3 separate regions of the Anas platyrhynchos genome follow, and all the other regions are linked to region 2. A link is a contact called in public Hi-C data. All regions are on one chromosome and are shown on one strand. The core of a region is the stretch at or near the end of the contact, and the rest is flanking DNA. Distances in the headings are between cores, read along the strand shown. Region 1 holds the start of RMDN2 (regulator of microtubule dynamics 2). Region 2 holds the start of YIPF4 (Yip1 domain family member 4). Region 3 holds the start of CYP1B1 (cytochrome P450 family 1 subfamily B member 1).

Region 1 (4,815 bases), core at 1,192-3,691, 180 kb before region 2:
GAATCTCAAAATATGGTCTCAAAATAAAAGACTCACAAAGCATGCGAGCTGGGATATAACACAAGAAGAAATTCTGCCCACAGGAACTTAAAATGAATATGAAGAAACTCTTCAAAAGTAGAATTTCATTAATTATTATGTGCAGTATTCTGTTCTCTTCAGAATATTATAGTTGATTAAAGCCTCCTTAAAGAAAAGAAAAAAAGTGACTTACAATGGACAATTTACATACTAGTGTAGGCAGCATTATGTCTGTATACCACACCAAGGAGGTGGTACCAAAAAAAAAACCACATTTACTATAAACACGCCCTGATTAAACTGCATGCAAGTATCTAATCTGATTATATCAAAACGAAGATGTAATTACTGGAAAGTAATGTCATCACCATTTTCACATTACTACTGTAGGGTCTATTAGGCAACATATGACAGTAGGAAAATATAGCCCCTCTCCTGAACTCCTGGTACGTTCTCCTGAACTCCTTCAGCACGCTCCTCAACTGAAGCCCCCATTAACCACAATGGGACTAAACGCCATGATCAAAACCAGGAACTTTATACCTTAGTCAGTACCTGAAATCCCTCACGCTTAATTTTAAGCCAGCAGGAAACATACGCAATAGCAAATGCATATAAACAAACTGCCACTTGTACATGCTTTGCATTCAGACATAACTTCCATGGTGTGTAATAACTTTTGGCAGAACACTGTAAGAACTCATCTGTAAGGCCCAAGGGAGACAATTACCATGAAAAGCACAAGAGCACTCCTACAGTTTGAACAAGTTCTATCAGAGACCTGAGACAAGACTACTGTCTTACTGGAAGCACTCTTAAAATCACAGCATTATCATGAACTTTGCCTCTCATTACATAGCTATGTAGTAATACTGCATCAGATGGTTGCCAAACAGGCTGGTAGAAATCTGTAATGTGCTTCGTATTAAACCAGCTTCACGTGTCGTGCAGACTTACAGATGGTCATCCAGAGTTCTCTCTGATTTAAAAACATCTGATTTTTTTCCTGATTGGAGAGAACTTTAAAATATACGTAGAACTTTTGAAGGGCCACTGTTTCCAATACAAAGTTTCACACGCGTATTGATGCAAATTGCAATGCATAAACAAAATATTATCGACTCACCCTCCTTCACTTTCTGCCTCCTCAGAGCTGGTAGCTTCTTTTGCAGGAGTTGTCTCAGCTTTTCTCCGCCTTGCTGCTCTGTGTGATGGGCTAACTCTCTGAGCATCTCCCTTCCCTTGGAGCTCGTCTCGAACAAGCTCTTCAAGCTTTGGAATAGCTTCTTTCAGAAACTTCACCTCCCTCTTCAGTTCATCCACGCTTATTAGCAAGTCATTCAATTTTTCTAGTATCTGCAGTTGCCTCCTGTGTAAAACCATTACTGCCCCTTGCTCGTTATGAGTTTCATGTTGCATGCCTACAGAATTAAGCTTGTTACCTACATCTGCAAAGTCAGGTATACGCACAGCTGCACCAGGTTTTCGGACCTTGCGGTACCAGATCAGGACCAGGCTTATTCCAGCAGTCCCTGCCATGATGCCCAGTATCAGTCCTTTATTTTCAAAGCGAGACATTTCTGCGCTCTCCTACAATTGGGAGACAACAGTCACAGAGTTAAAGACGCTCTCCCCCTCTACCCAAACGACTGACTGCGCTTTTAAATCGCCAAAGCTTGAGGCTGGGATAACCGGTGCAGATAGGAAGCCAGAGTGCAACTCCAGCAGCTTCTGCAACAGCAGCCTGTGTGCAATGACAGCAAAACCGAGCCGGCAGCGACTTGTTTTGCCGGAGGGAGGGCAGGGGGGCAGCACGCTGCCCTACCCGCACAGCACCGCAGCCTTCACTTCTGACCTCCCGGCTGCTTTAAGCTGACATTTTTCCTTTTTTTTTAACGCCCAAACCCGCTGTCCTCGGCTTGCCGCAGCGCTCAGCTGTCGGGCCGCAGCCCAGCAGGGGGGGTCCCCGCGGCCGCCTCCCCACAGGGCGCCCACCCCGCGCCCGCCGCCGCCTCCCCCCCGCTACCTACCGGGCCCGGCCCGGGGCCCGCCGCGCCTCACGGCCCCGCTGCGGCGCTGGGGGCGGCGAGACCCGGATCCAGGGGGCCGGGCCTGCGAGGGAGGCAGCGGCCGGGCCTCGGGGCACGGCTACCGGGGCCCGCCCTACGGCAGCCCCGGGCCGGCTGCGGGTCCTCGGGTCCCCGGGAGCCGCGCCTGCTGCAGGGGGTGCGCGGTTTGGCCGTTCAGGGGCGGCTTGTGCTGTTATGGCTCTGCCTGAGGGCTGCTGGTTTCTGCGAGCTTCACCTTTGCTGCTACTTCCAGGAGACAGAGGGGGGGTGTGCGCTGCAGCGGAGGAGGCCTGGTGCTGCACAAGCACCAAAAAGCCCTGAGCGGCTGCATGAAGGCTTAATAGTACCTCAGCCACCTGCCAGCCTCAAACTGAGTGTGTTTCTCCAGTCTCTTGCACTCTGCCCAAAGTCAAGGAGTAATTTGAGTGTGACAGGGTGTGGGATGCATTGTGCCTACAGCCCCAAACTCGTACCCGTGGCACAAGACCATTCTTCAGTATTTCCTCCTGTTGCTGGCTTGGTAGAAAGGACCATTGGAGACAACTCGCTGTGCCCAGCCTTGTCCTGAAGGCTCCTGGAGGGTGCCTGTGCACAACGTGCCCTGCCAGAACTGCGAAACAAACTCAGGTTCTTCTGCGAGGGCCCACACAAAAGGCATTTACTGAAATTATTACGACTGCAGGACAAGAGATTGATCTTCAACAGTTGGAGCTTTCCCCAGTCATATCGCTCAGGAACAAAGAAGTTATTAAAAACAAACAAACAACAACAACAACAAAAAACACCTTAAACAGGTACCAGGAACATAAATTGTGTTCCCAAACAGAATTTCAGTCTTAATGCAAATTAGCAAATGTAAATCTATCTTTTAGTCTCATAGTCTAATATCTCTTTATCTTTGAACACAGATTTCCTTTATAATAACAGTAACAGCTAACTAGTTCTCCACTGAGATCCTGAAGATGATATGAGCCTTGTGGGAGGCCAAATTACAACCTGAGAGGAAGGTTCGTCTATTAAGATGGAAAAATTAATCCTGTTTCAATATTCTACAATTTTCCCAGTTAATAATAATAAGAATAAAGTATGGCCTGTTCATATGTTCATAATTTGAAATTTGTAAGCTCTTCAATTTTATAGAAACTTCACTAATTTCCAGAGAACAATTTTCACTATGATAGAAATAATTATTTTAAATTACATAATCCATTAGTGTTTAAAAACAAAACTAGATTATATGAATCCTCATGCTGATCGTATTTCAAATGTTTAGGAGTGGTAATAAATTTCTGTTGGATAACCTTTATTTGTATTTTCTCTTTTCAACACCATTTGCCAAAAATCTTTCTATAAGCCAAACAAAACAGGAAAGGTTATTAAAAAGATAATTAATCTGAGGACAAACATAGCTGAAACAGGCCTGCGGCCTTAGACTAGGCAACTTGCTTTCAGATATAATAGTCTGTGAGAACTGCTTTCTAAATCTGCCATTAGTTTCTCTGAATGCATTGCAACTCTGAAAATCAGGTCACAGGTCTGGATCCAATGTCCTAAATTGCTTTGCACCTGCAGCCACCTTACCCAGGCATTGCAATGCTGAAGTGTAGGAGTCATTGCGTGCGTGTCACCTGCCAGAGGACAACAGCTCCCCATGCTGGGACCTAAACACTGATTTACCTAGACTTGGCACATTAAAATGGCCTAAATCTGATAACTATTCTAAGCAAACTGCAAAGAAATGTTTTTAGAAAAGTGCTGTTATTCTGCATGTGTATTTTTTTTCTAGTTCAAACCAGACTTTGTACCTGAAGTCCTAATAAACATCCAAGTCCAGACCACTGTCTGTTAGACAACGTCAGGCTCATTGCTAAACAGTGTACTTTTAGCTCTACTTCATAAGGAGACAGAGCTTACGCTCCCACCTTGTCAGTGCACTGTCCTGCTGTCCCCTAATACCATGACACTTTCTTCACCCAGTAGCTCCTTCATCTGTAAATTAACTTCAGAAAATTTTGACAGAAAAAGAAAGAAGTCAATATACTGAGATTCCTGCAAGTTTCATGACGGTCAGCAGCTCTGATGTGATGAGACCCTGTTAACATTCTGCCTTCCTCCCCACCCGCCCCAGGCAGATGTTGCCAGATGAGCTCAGCACACCCGAGCTGCACTGCAGACACACCTGCCTGCTCACAACACTGTTCGTGTAACACCAGGCCACGTCGTTTAACTGGTCTATTGGGACATTTTGCGCTTGGACGGTAGCTTTGTGTCAGACTAGAAAAGTTAGCTTATTATTGAGCAATTGAGTTCAAAGGGTGAAAGCACCATTGCATTATAAGTAACCAATGTATGCTGTTTCCAGCCAAGATGTATATTAATAACGTACTGGTCTTCTAATTTCTGCATGAAAGCCATTTTACAATCGACATAAAATTCTTTAGCTATAATTTTTATTATTTTTTTTCTTTCTTTTTTTACTTTCTGGAAATGGCCCCCACCTAGATATTAACCTGCTGCTTGTAACAAATACAGAAACTTTTTCATCTCTTAGTAACACTTCATACTTATTATTTCAGCAGTTGTAAGCATATAATCAAGCCCTGTTAATAAATCACCAAATATTGCAAAAGTTTAAATACCTTTGACCAGACTTGCTACCGGCCTGTCAGAAATCCTACTGTTTTGTCAAGTTTTATTGAATTCTCCCTAGTCATATGGAGACTAG
Region 2 (4,521 bases), core at 77-2,576:
GAAAACCAGATAAGCTTTTACTTGTTCAAAATTACTTGAGATGGAACTCGCAGTGTTTTTCTGTAATGGGACATGTATGGGAAAGGATGTTCCTTCTGCAAATCAAACCACTTCTCTAGAGCATTTTATCTTCTTTTAACTTTTTCGGTTCCAAATATATCAATATTTACAACATTTCTTTACAATGAGGGTGGTCAAACACTGGAACAGGCTTCCTAGCAACGTGGTTGATGCCCCATAATGTCACTATTTAAGAGGCATTTGGACAATGCCCTCAGTGACATACTTAAACTTTTGGCTGGCCCTGAAGTGGTCAGGCAGTTGGACTAGATGGTCTTTGTAGGTCCCTTCCAGATGAACAGTTCCTGTTAAATCTTAAGCCTTAAAAAGTGAGATCTTTGTTACTGATTCTTCAAAGTATAGACCACATCGAGAGCCATCATGCCTATTCCGTTACTATAACAGGGACTAGCAACGGCATCTCAATCTTACTATTTTAAAACTACAGTGTATCACAGCAGTCTCATGAACCAGACTGTGAATGGAGGATTTGGTGATGCTCTGCAAATTACTGCAGCTGCTGCTAACGAGGCCTGGCAAAGGAGCTATCAGACTGATGGACCCTTGGGGAGCCCTGATGCAGTTGATGGCTGTCTGAAGACATCACTGATCCATGCAGGTGTGGGATGGTGGAAGATGAACACCATGGCAGCTGCATGTGGATACTGAGAGGAATGGGCATCTCGTAGGTAAGCAGTGATAGGACTAGAGGGAATGGCCTCAAGTTGCTCCAGGGGAGGTTCAGGTTGGAAATGAGGAGACATTTCTGCTCAGAAAGAGCAGTCAGGCACTGGGGCGGGTTGCCCAGGGAGGTGGTGGAGTCACTGTCCCTGGGGGTGTTCAAGGAGAGGCTGGACCTGGTGCTTGGGAACATGGTTAGTGGTGACACTGGTGGTAGGGGACGGTTGGAGCAGTTGGTGTGGGAGCTCTTGGAGGTGGGAAGCAAAACAACCTTTAGAGTTAAAATCCATCCAGATGTACTTCTGGAGGAAACCTCCAGCGTTACTCCCGAGAGCTTTGTGCTCTGCCGGGACATTTCTCCACCCCCGACCTCCCAAACCCTTCTCCAGCACCACAGGGACCGCAGCGCCCCCGCCGCCCCCTGCAGGCCGGGCCCCGCTGGCCGCCTGCTGACGCAACCCCGGAGGGGCGGGGCGGGGCGGTGAGAGGGGCCTCCCGCCCCGCCCACCGCCCGGCTCGCCCAATCGGCGGAAACTTTATAGCGGGGTCGGGCGGAGGGGGCCTGCTGGCGGCCAATCGCGGCGCGGGGCCGCTGGGTGTCGCCCCGTGAGGCGGCTGCGCCGTGGCCGTCGGGCGCCGCTCAGCGCCGCGGCAGCCCCCGGGCAGGCCCCAGGCCAGGCCCCGCCGCCCGCACCCGCACCGGGAGCGGCCCCGGCCCCGGCCCCGCGCAGGGCGGGGAGATGCAGCCCCCGGGGCCACAGCCGCCGCTCTACGCGCCCAGCAACGGGGACTTCACGTTCGTCTCCTCCGCGGATGCCGAAGGTGAGCGCGGGGCCTTCCCTTCCCTTCCCTTCCCTTCCCTTCCCTTCCCTTCCCTTCCCTTCCCTTCCCTTCCCTTCCCTTCCCTCCTCACCGAGCAGTGCCGTGCTGGCACGCTGAGGCGATTTCTGTCTTTGCACCGCAAAAGCAAACACGCAACAGGCAGAGCTGTGCCGCCTCCTCTTGGCAGAGGGTGACCCTTTGGGCTCTGGCCGTTTAAACAACAAACTTTCGGCTTTGTGTGTTTGGTTTCAGTTGTAGAGAAGGTTAGGAGTTGTGCAAATCCTGGCCCTGGGGCCCTACCCTGGAGAAGAAGACTTAAAAACTACTGCAGAATAATGAACTCCGAGCTTTGGTGAGCTTACCAATTGCTCTGACAAGGCATACTGATCAGTAGGTACAGCCCAGGTTGCTTTTCTTTGATTTCTTTTTTTTTTCCCCTTTTTTGCCTTGATCTGAAAAGGGATCCAGGATCTGGATTCTGGGAGACCCTTTGGTTTTCTCCCGAAGGCATTTGCTGAGCCCCATGTTAGTAGTCTGTCAGTGTACTGTAACCACCTGCACAGTAGGATGTGTTGCATTGGACTCAGCTCTGTGCTTTTTATGAGCTCGAATGAGGTTTAATCTCATGCCTGTTTGGTGTAGTCCTCTCTGTGAAGTGCCACATAGGCCTATCCTAACAAACAGACATAAGGGAAACTAAACAGCTTGATGTTTCTAAATAAAAACACTGTACGTTGCATTTGCATCTTCTTGTTATTTCCCAAGTCTTGATCTATACAAAGAATAAAACTTTTTTTTTGGTATTGTTTCCATAAGAGGTAGCTGTTTGTGGGAAAGAATGGCAGAGATGAAGTGGACATGTATGGGTTAAAGAACAGGCTGGTTCTTGTTTGTTTTTAACTTGTTGAGCTGCTTTGTCCCACCTGAGATATCATCTTGCAATATAGACATAAAATGCTGTTAATCGGTTTCACAATTTAAAAGATGGTCATAGGTATTTGCTAATTGCTGAGTGCTAACAGGAGCCTTGGTAAAGAAGATGTGTGTAGAAGTTTTCCAGCCTCGGGATGGGTTGTCATTGTTGAGATGACAGAAAGAAGGCTGATCGGGCTGTTGTGGCTGTGTATTTTGGCAGCCACAGCTGTGCACAAAGAACTGCAAGAACGCCTCCTTGCCAAGCAGAGTTGCCCTGTAGCACAGCCAGGTAATTTTTAGAATGACAGAAGGGCCCTGCTGATAATAGAAAGCTTGTGAGGTTTTCCCTACCTCAATGTTCAGGCATTAAGAATACATTTCTTCCCCCAGGCAACAGCAGAAGGCTTTGCTTGCATCTGGTGGGAACAATGTGTATGTGCTGATGTGTAAAGAGTGAAGAGAAATTTCCTTCATTAAATAACTGTGATCTTCGTCAGGATCCTGTGCAGATGGTGTTCTTGGAATCAAAGCAACAGACCAGTAACTGTCACGATTATGAAATGGTTGAGAAGCACTAATGGGGAAGCTTAAATTTAAGCTGGCGTGGCCTAGCGAGCTGATCTGGGACAGAGCTCTGTTAATTTGATTGTGGTGCTGAGCGTGGAGTAAATGCTGCAGACATGCTGGCTGAACACTGTAGGACATCCTGTCACTGGGAGAGTGTGCATTCTGTGAAATTGTGCTGCATTCAGGTAGATGATGTCTCAAACATAATCCACAAATGTGGCCTGAATTTTCTGTAAGGGTGTTGCAGGAATATTTCAGAAGTACTTGCTGTAGGTAGGTGTTTGGGGAAATTTGTACAGAGGATTTTGTGTGTGTGTGTGTATAAAAACACACAACAGGGCAAAACAAGATTTTCTTTAGTGAGGCAAAAAACCTTGGGTAAGAAGGGAGTCTTTGCATCTTGGTATATTTGTAACAAGGTTTGTACAAATATTGGCTTACTTGTTTGTTGTTGTGTGTTGTGTTTTTAAGCAAAAAGAAGGAAGTTCGTGAATTCTTACTGGAATACTTACACTTTTCATTCCTTCCTATTTTATTTCTTCAGTGTAGATTTTCATTTACTGTTTTGTATTCTTCATCTGTACATAATCAAATAAAATGCAAATAAAACTTTTGACACAGACTGAACGTATATAAATTGGGGGAGGGGGGTTAATATTGTGATAGACCAAGATCATAGTGAATTAAAGAGCATTTATCTCTCCTTATTGAATGGACCGTGGGGTTCTCTGATAGTATTCTTTTTTTCTACCATTTTTTAACCTGTGTTAAAAGCAGGCTATAAATCAAAACACCTGGGAATTACTGAGAAGTAGGATGTAAGGAGAGAATTTGGGTGAAACAATGCCAGTGTGTAGAAATGGGCTCTGAAAGAGAGAGTGTGGTAAGAAAAAATGGTAAATCCCCAACTGTCAGCATGATGAGACTTTCATACTTAACTCTTATGCTTCTAAATGCTTAATGATAAAGCACAGACTGAAAGGTGTTGTCATACTGTTACACTGTGTTGCCAAGACAAGTGCTCCATGCTAGAACTTGGTAATCTAAACCAACATGGTTACTATTCACAAAACCAGAAGTACCCTTTCAATTTACATTAATGTATAACTTTAAATATTTCATGGTGATGACCAGCACGTGTAGCTTTATACGTCTGTTTATCTTCCAGTGCTTTTGAAATCAGATATTCTTAGCAAGATAAAGATGTTTATCTTTCTCTCCCTTTTTCTCTAAGATCTTAGTGGGTCCATAGCAACTCCAGATGTTAAGCTAAATCTTGGAGGAGAATTCATCAAAGAATCTACTGCAACTACATTCCTGAGACAGAGAGGGTATGGCTGGCTTCTGGAAGTGGAAGATGATGACCCAGAAGATAACAAGCCGCTTCTGTATGTAATAATTATTTCTAGATATTTATCTTTCTTAGTTGTGTAGGTAAAAGAAACAGCTTATAGGTTCTCAAATGGTCCCATAGTC
Region 3 (4,707 bases), core at 573-3,072, 250 kb before region 2:
TTCTAGGCCTCAGAAAAATTCACTCTAGGCAGCGTACATTTTAACCAATTCAGTCTTTAGTTCTGAACAACACTAGCTTTGCCTCAGAAATTTGGGACTGGCTTCAGCAGTACTCCTGTCCGAATAAAGCCACAAAATTTGGAGAAAAGAAGCATGCATTACCTAAGAGCAATTCTGAACTTTAAGCTGCTAGAAACACAAGAAGAAAAGCAAGAAGAGTGAATAAAGAGGCAGGCAGGAAGGCAGTTTCTGGAACCAAGGGCTGGTCTCTCTCTTGTCACGCATTCACTGGGGTGATTCACCCAGACTAGACTTGGCAGTAAGGGACTAATCAAGGTCACACAGCATCAGAGCCTAGAAAAATGGATGAACTTTTATCACGTACGGACATCGCAATGCTCAGGCTAAAATGTAAGAGCAGCCTGAGACTGTAAATACCTTGTGAGCACAGCGCCTAGTGCAGGGGCACCAGCTGGTACCACCACCCAGGAACAAAACACCTAAAAGAGACTTCTTTCTTCCTTTCCTCTCTAATAGTGACAGAATTTCTGAAGACCAAAAAGAAATGGGGAAAAAATATAGCAAAATATAGCAAAATGCTTTCTTACAGCATTAAAATAAAAGGTAGCAGGACTTTTAAATAACTCCTAGGCTCAGGACTTATTTACAGCTTTTACTTTATTTACTTATATTTACTTTATTACTTTATATTTACTTATTTACATAAATAATGCCCTAAGCTGTGGCTCTGCGGCTCACAGCATGGGCAATGCACGTCCCCTGCAGCCAGCTCCTGTTGGATGTTCTTCCTTCTGCTTGGCCACCTCGCAGGCATCATTTCTTTGTAAATTCGCATTTCCATGGGAGCTGGAACGGAATCTCCTCTGCTTGCTGCAGACTCTCAGAGTGCAATGCAACTAGTTTACGTGCTGCATCCAAGGCAGGATTTAGGGACTTACCGAGAAGAGCTGCAACGTCTGGTTTTAGGCAACTGACTCCCACAGTCACCAGGAGAAAAAAAAAACAAGTTTGCCTGCTGGCGATGGCAAATGCCCAGTACTATAACCCAGAGCTCCAGTAACTGCTGCGTGCCACTGTAACCACCCCAATCCAGCACCCAGAAACAGCCTTAGCCACATCTGGCTAGTTACAGCACGTGAACTTTGCTTTCTACCTTGTGGTGGTGGGGGAGAGAGCAAAGCCCAGGTCTCTCTCCAAGCTTGCCCGGCCCTCAGGCCGCAGGGACAGAGCTGTGCATCGCTCCCCTTCGAAGCTGGACTGCGGGATCCTTCCAGCTCGCCCCAGAGACGGGGTGGGAGGAAGGGAGCTTACTGCTGGCGCTGCGGGGAGAAAGCTCTGACACCTCTGTCACTTGGCAGTGGCAGGAAGAAGCAGCACAGCGTGTACTGAGGCACACAGACGGGATTTGGGAGGCACGCGGAGAGACGTGGCTGATGCTGCTGTGAGCAAGAGCCGTGCTGCTGTCTGGGGGAGCCCAGGGCCCTGGCAGCGGGCAGGAGCGCGCTGCTCAGCAGGGGAAGAAGCAGCAGAGCCCCGGCCAGGGCTGGGATCGCGCCCCGAGCTGGGCTGCCTCCCAGCACCTCATTTAGCCTAATCCCCAAACGCCACCAAACCCCCTTCCCTCCCCTCGCGCTGTGCCCGCGCACCAGCTGACAAAGAAGCTCCGGTTCTTTATTTTGCCTCTCCACCAAACGCCCCAACGAAGCGAGCCCTTCCCCATCTCCCTCCCCAGGGCTTCCCTCACGCCGGGCCGGGGCTGTAGCCCCCGATCCCCTCCGGGGCCGGGCGGAGGGGACCGAAGGGCTAAAAAAAACCCCTCCGGCAGCGGGAGGGAGGCAGGAGGGCGGCGAGGCCGGCGGGGGGCGAGCTGCCCGGCGCTCCCCCGCCGCCTTCCCCCCGAGCCGCTGTCAGGTACGGCGAGGAGGGGTAGGGGCCCGGGGAGGAGATGGCTGGAGGCTTTCCAGCCCCGGCTCACGCAATGCAAACTCCGCACGCAACGGGGAGGCGACAGGCGGAGGAGGGGAAGCTCGGCGGCTCCCTCAAGCCCCCCCCTCCCCATCCCCGAGATGCAGGGAGACGGTGCCTCCTGACACAAGAGGGGCTGCTGCGAGCCTCCCGGCCGCTCTCCTCCGCCGTGAATAAAAAAAAAAAAATAAAGAAAGAAAAAAAAAAAAAAAAGGAAAAAAAAAAGCATCCGGCGGCTCAGCCGCTCGGCTTGGCGACGGCCCAAGGGCGGCTGGCAAATAGCGGCGACCCCTCCGGCCAGGGGAAGGGCGATTTGTCAGCGGGGCCAAGTGCGGCACGCCCGCAGCGCAGCGCACCGCGGATGCCGGGGGATTTAAAGCCGCGGCTCCCCATGCCAGGAGCCCAGGCGAGGCTGCTCCGGCTCCGGCTCGGGCTCGGCAGGGCGGGCGGCCCCCCTCTCGCCCCCTGAATCCTCCGCACCCTTCCCCCGTGGAGGCTGCGGCAGGTGGCTGCCGGCGGGGCGAGCTCCGACGGGTGAAAGCGGCCCCATGGGGGGCAGGAGCCGGGGCTCCCGATGAGATTCCCAGAGCCCGGGATCTGAACGCCGATCTCAGCAGCTGCCCGGCTCCTCTCCATCCTCCCCGAGGGCTCCGATGGAGGCTGCGTGCAACAGGTCAGTCCTGCCGTCTCCCTCCTTCTTCCCCGCGCCGCTTCGGGCAGGCTGCGGGACACGGCGGGGAGCGCAGCCCGCGGTCAGCCCCTGCCACCGAGAAGCCGGGCTGGGGGCAGGCTCGGCAGGAGGGGGCTCCGAGGGTCTTTAACCCGGCGGAGCGCTGCTGGGTGCCGGGATGAACCTGTCTGCGTGCGGCACCCGGGGAGCTCGTCCGGCCAGAGCATCCTCCGCTGCCTCAGCCGTTTGCAAACCTCCCCTGGCAGGGGGGAAGAGAGCAGCGGCCCCGCCGCTTTTGAGCCCTTATTGTCTATTATCCCTTGCTTTTTTTTTTTTTTTTTTTTTTTTTAATTTTTCTTCGTTTTGCACAGGACCCAGGCGGGCGCCTAGCGGGGACGCGCCGCCACCCCTGCGCCCTGCCGGCCGGCGGCGCGCCCCCGTGCCCTCGGGCTCCCTCTGACCTGTCCCCTTTCCTTGCAGCATGGCCCTGGAGAGGCTGGGGGAAGCCCTGCGCGGCCCCCCGGCCCCGCAGAGCTGCCTGCTGCTCCTCGTCTGCCTGCTGGCCGCCGTGCACCTGGGCAAGCTCCTCCTGCAGCGGAGACGCCGGCGGCGGCAGGGCGAGCGCCGGGGGCCTCCGGGCCCTTTTCCCTGGCCCCTGATCGGCAACGCGGCGCAGCTGGGCAGCGCCCCGCACCTCTCCTTCGCCCGCCTGGCCGGCACCTACGGCGCCGTCTTCCAGCTGCGCCTGGGCCGCTGGCCCGTGGTGGTGCTGAACGGCGAGCGGGCCATCCGGCAGGCGCTCGTCCGCCAGGGGGCCGCCTTCGCCGGCCGGCCGGCCTTCCCCTCCTTCCAGCTGGTGTCGGGAGGGCTCAGCCTGGCCTTCGGCGGCTACTCGGAGCTGTGGAAGCTGCACCGGCGGGCGGCGCACGCCACGGTGCGGGCTTTCTCCACCGGCAGCCCGGCCACCCGCCGCCTGCTGGAGCGGCACCTGCTGGGCGAGGCGAGGGCGCTGGTGGCGCTGCTGGTGCGGGGCAGCGCCGGCGGCGCCTTCCTCGACCCGTCGCGGGTGCTGCTGGTGGCCGTGGCCAACGTGATGAGCGCCCTGTGCTTCGGCCGCCGCTACAGCCACGGCGACGGCGAGTTCCTGCGCCTGGTGGGGCGCAACGAGCAGTTCGGGCGCGCCGTGGGCGCGGGCAGCCTGGTGGATGCGCTGCCCTGGCTGCGCCGCTTCCCCAGCCCCGTGCGCGCCGCCTACCGCGCCTTCCGCGACCTCAACCGCGATTTCTACGCCTTCGTCCGCCGAAAATTCCTCCAGCACCAGCGCAGCCTGCGGCCCGGAGCCGCCCCCCGCGATATGATGGACGCCTTCATCCGCCTGCAGCGGGAGCAGCCGCGCCTGCAGCTCGAGCACGTCCCCGCCACCGTCACCGACATCTTCGGTGCCAGCCAGGACACGCTGTCCACCGCCCTGCAGTGGCTCCTCATCTTCCTCATCAGGTGCGCGGCGAGGGGAAAAGGGGAGGCTGGGGGGGGAACGCGCTGCCCGTCCCCGGCGAGACGGGGGGCTCGAGAGGCGTCGGGGAGAAAATCACAGCTGGGCAGGGATAGGAAAAGGTTTGAAAGAGTACGCAAGAAGCACAGGGTGAGGAAATCGCATCTAAACAGTAATAGAAAAGGGACGAAGAGAGTAGTTTCTAAGAACAGGATATTCATAAAAGTCCTCTGAGCACCGTTAGCAGGGATTTCTCAAAGCACGCAGACCTCCACGGGGGCATAACACGCCCAGTGATAACAAACCCCGTGCCGGCTTCTAGGAGGCACACACAGAGCTGGAAAACCAAGTCCTCACTCTGCCAGAAAGCCCTGTATTTTAAAAAGTAAGGTTCACTATAAAACAAAACTTCAAAATTGGATCAGTACATACAATTCAAAGCATTTTAAGTTATTTTCACCCTTTACGTTAACGTCACATGTAATCATTTTTCAATGTGAAAATTGAGCGAACTTAAAATGACACCATTGCATGGAAAACTGGGAGTTCACAAAGTTTT

What was found. A called contact is a pair of places that touch in the nucleus more often than the background predicts.
Region 1: a contact with region 2 is called in a Hi-C map of skeletal muscle, with 4 times the contacts expected there. The contact joins the promoter of RMDN2 here to the promoter of YIPF4 in region 2. A contact is called at or near these places in 4 of 8 Hi-C or Micro-C datasets (F1 follicle, liver, skeletal muscle and 1 more).
Region 3: a Hi-C map of subcutaneous adipose tissue shows a contact between it and region 2, with 2.5 times the contacts expected there. The contact joins the promoter of CYP1B1 here to the promoter of YIPF4 in region 2. A contact is called at or near these places in 2 of 8 Hi-C or Micro-C datasets (skeletal muscle and subcutaneous adipose tissue).

The regions. Positions count from the first base shown.
Region 1 is chr3:33,838,447-33,843,261 of IASCAAS_PekinDuck_T2T, forward strand. It overlaps RMDN2 (regulator of microtubule dynamics 2), which reads right to left and starts at 2,442. Exons shown (of 11, transcript XM_038176803.2): 1 at 2,326-2,442; 2 at 1,148-1,611. The coding sequence starts at 2,421.
Region 2 is chr3:34,022,787-34,027,307 of IASCAAS_PekinDuck_T2T, forward strand. It overlaps YIPF4 (Yip1 domain family member 4), which reads left to right and starts at 1,327. Exons shown (of 6, transcript XM_027453916.3): 1 at 1,327-1,563; 2 at 4,280-4,433. The coding sequence starts at 1,482.
Region 3 is chr3:33,771,293-33,775,999 of IASCAAS_PekinDuck_T2T, forward strand. CYP1B1 (cytochrome P450 family 1 subfamily B member 1) reads left to right here and starts at 1,823. Exons shown (of 3, transcript XM_027453911.3): 1 at 1,823-2,659; 2 at 3,137-4,153. The coding sequence starts at 2,640.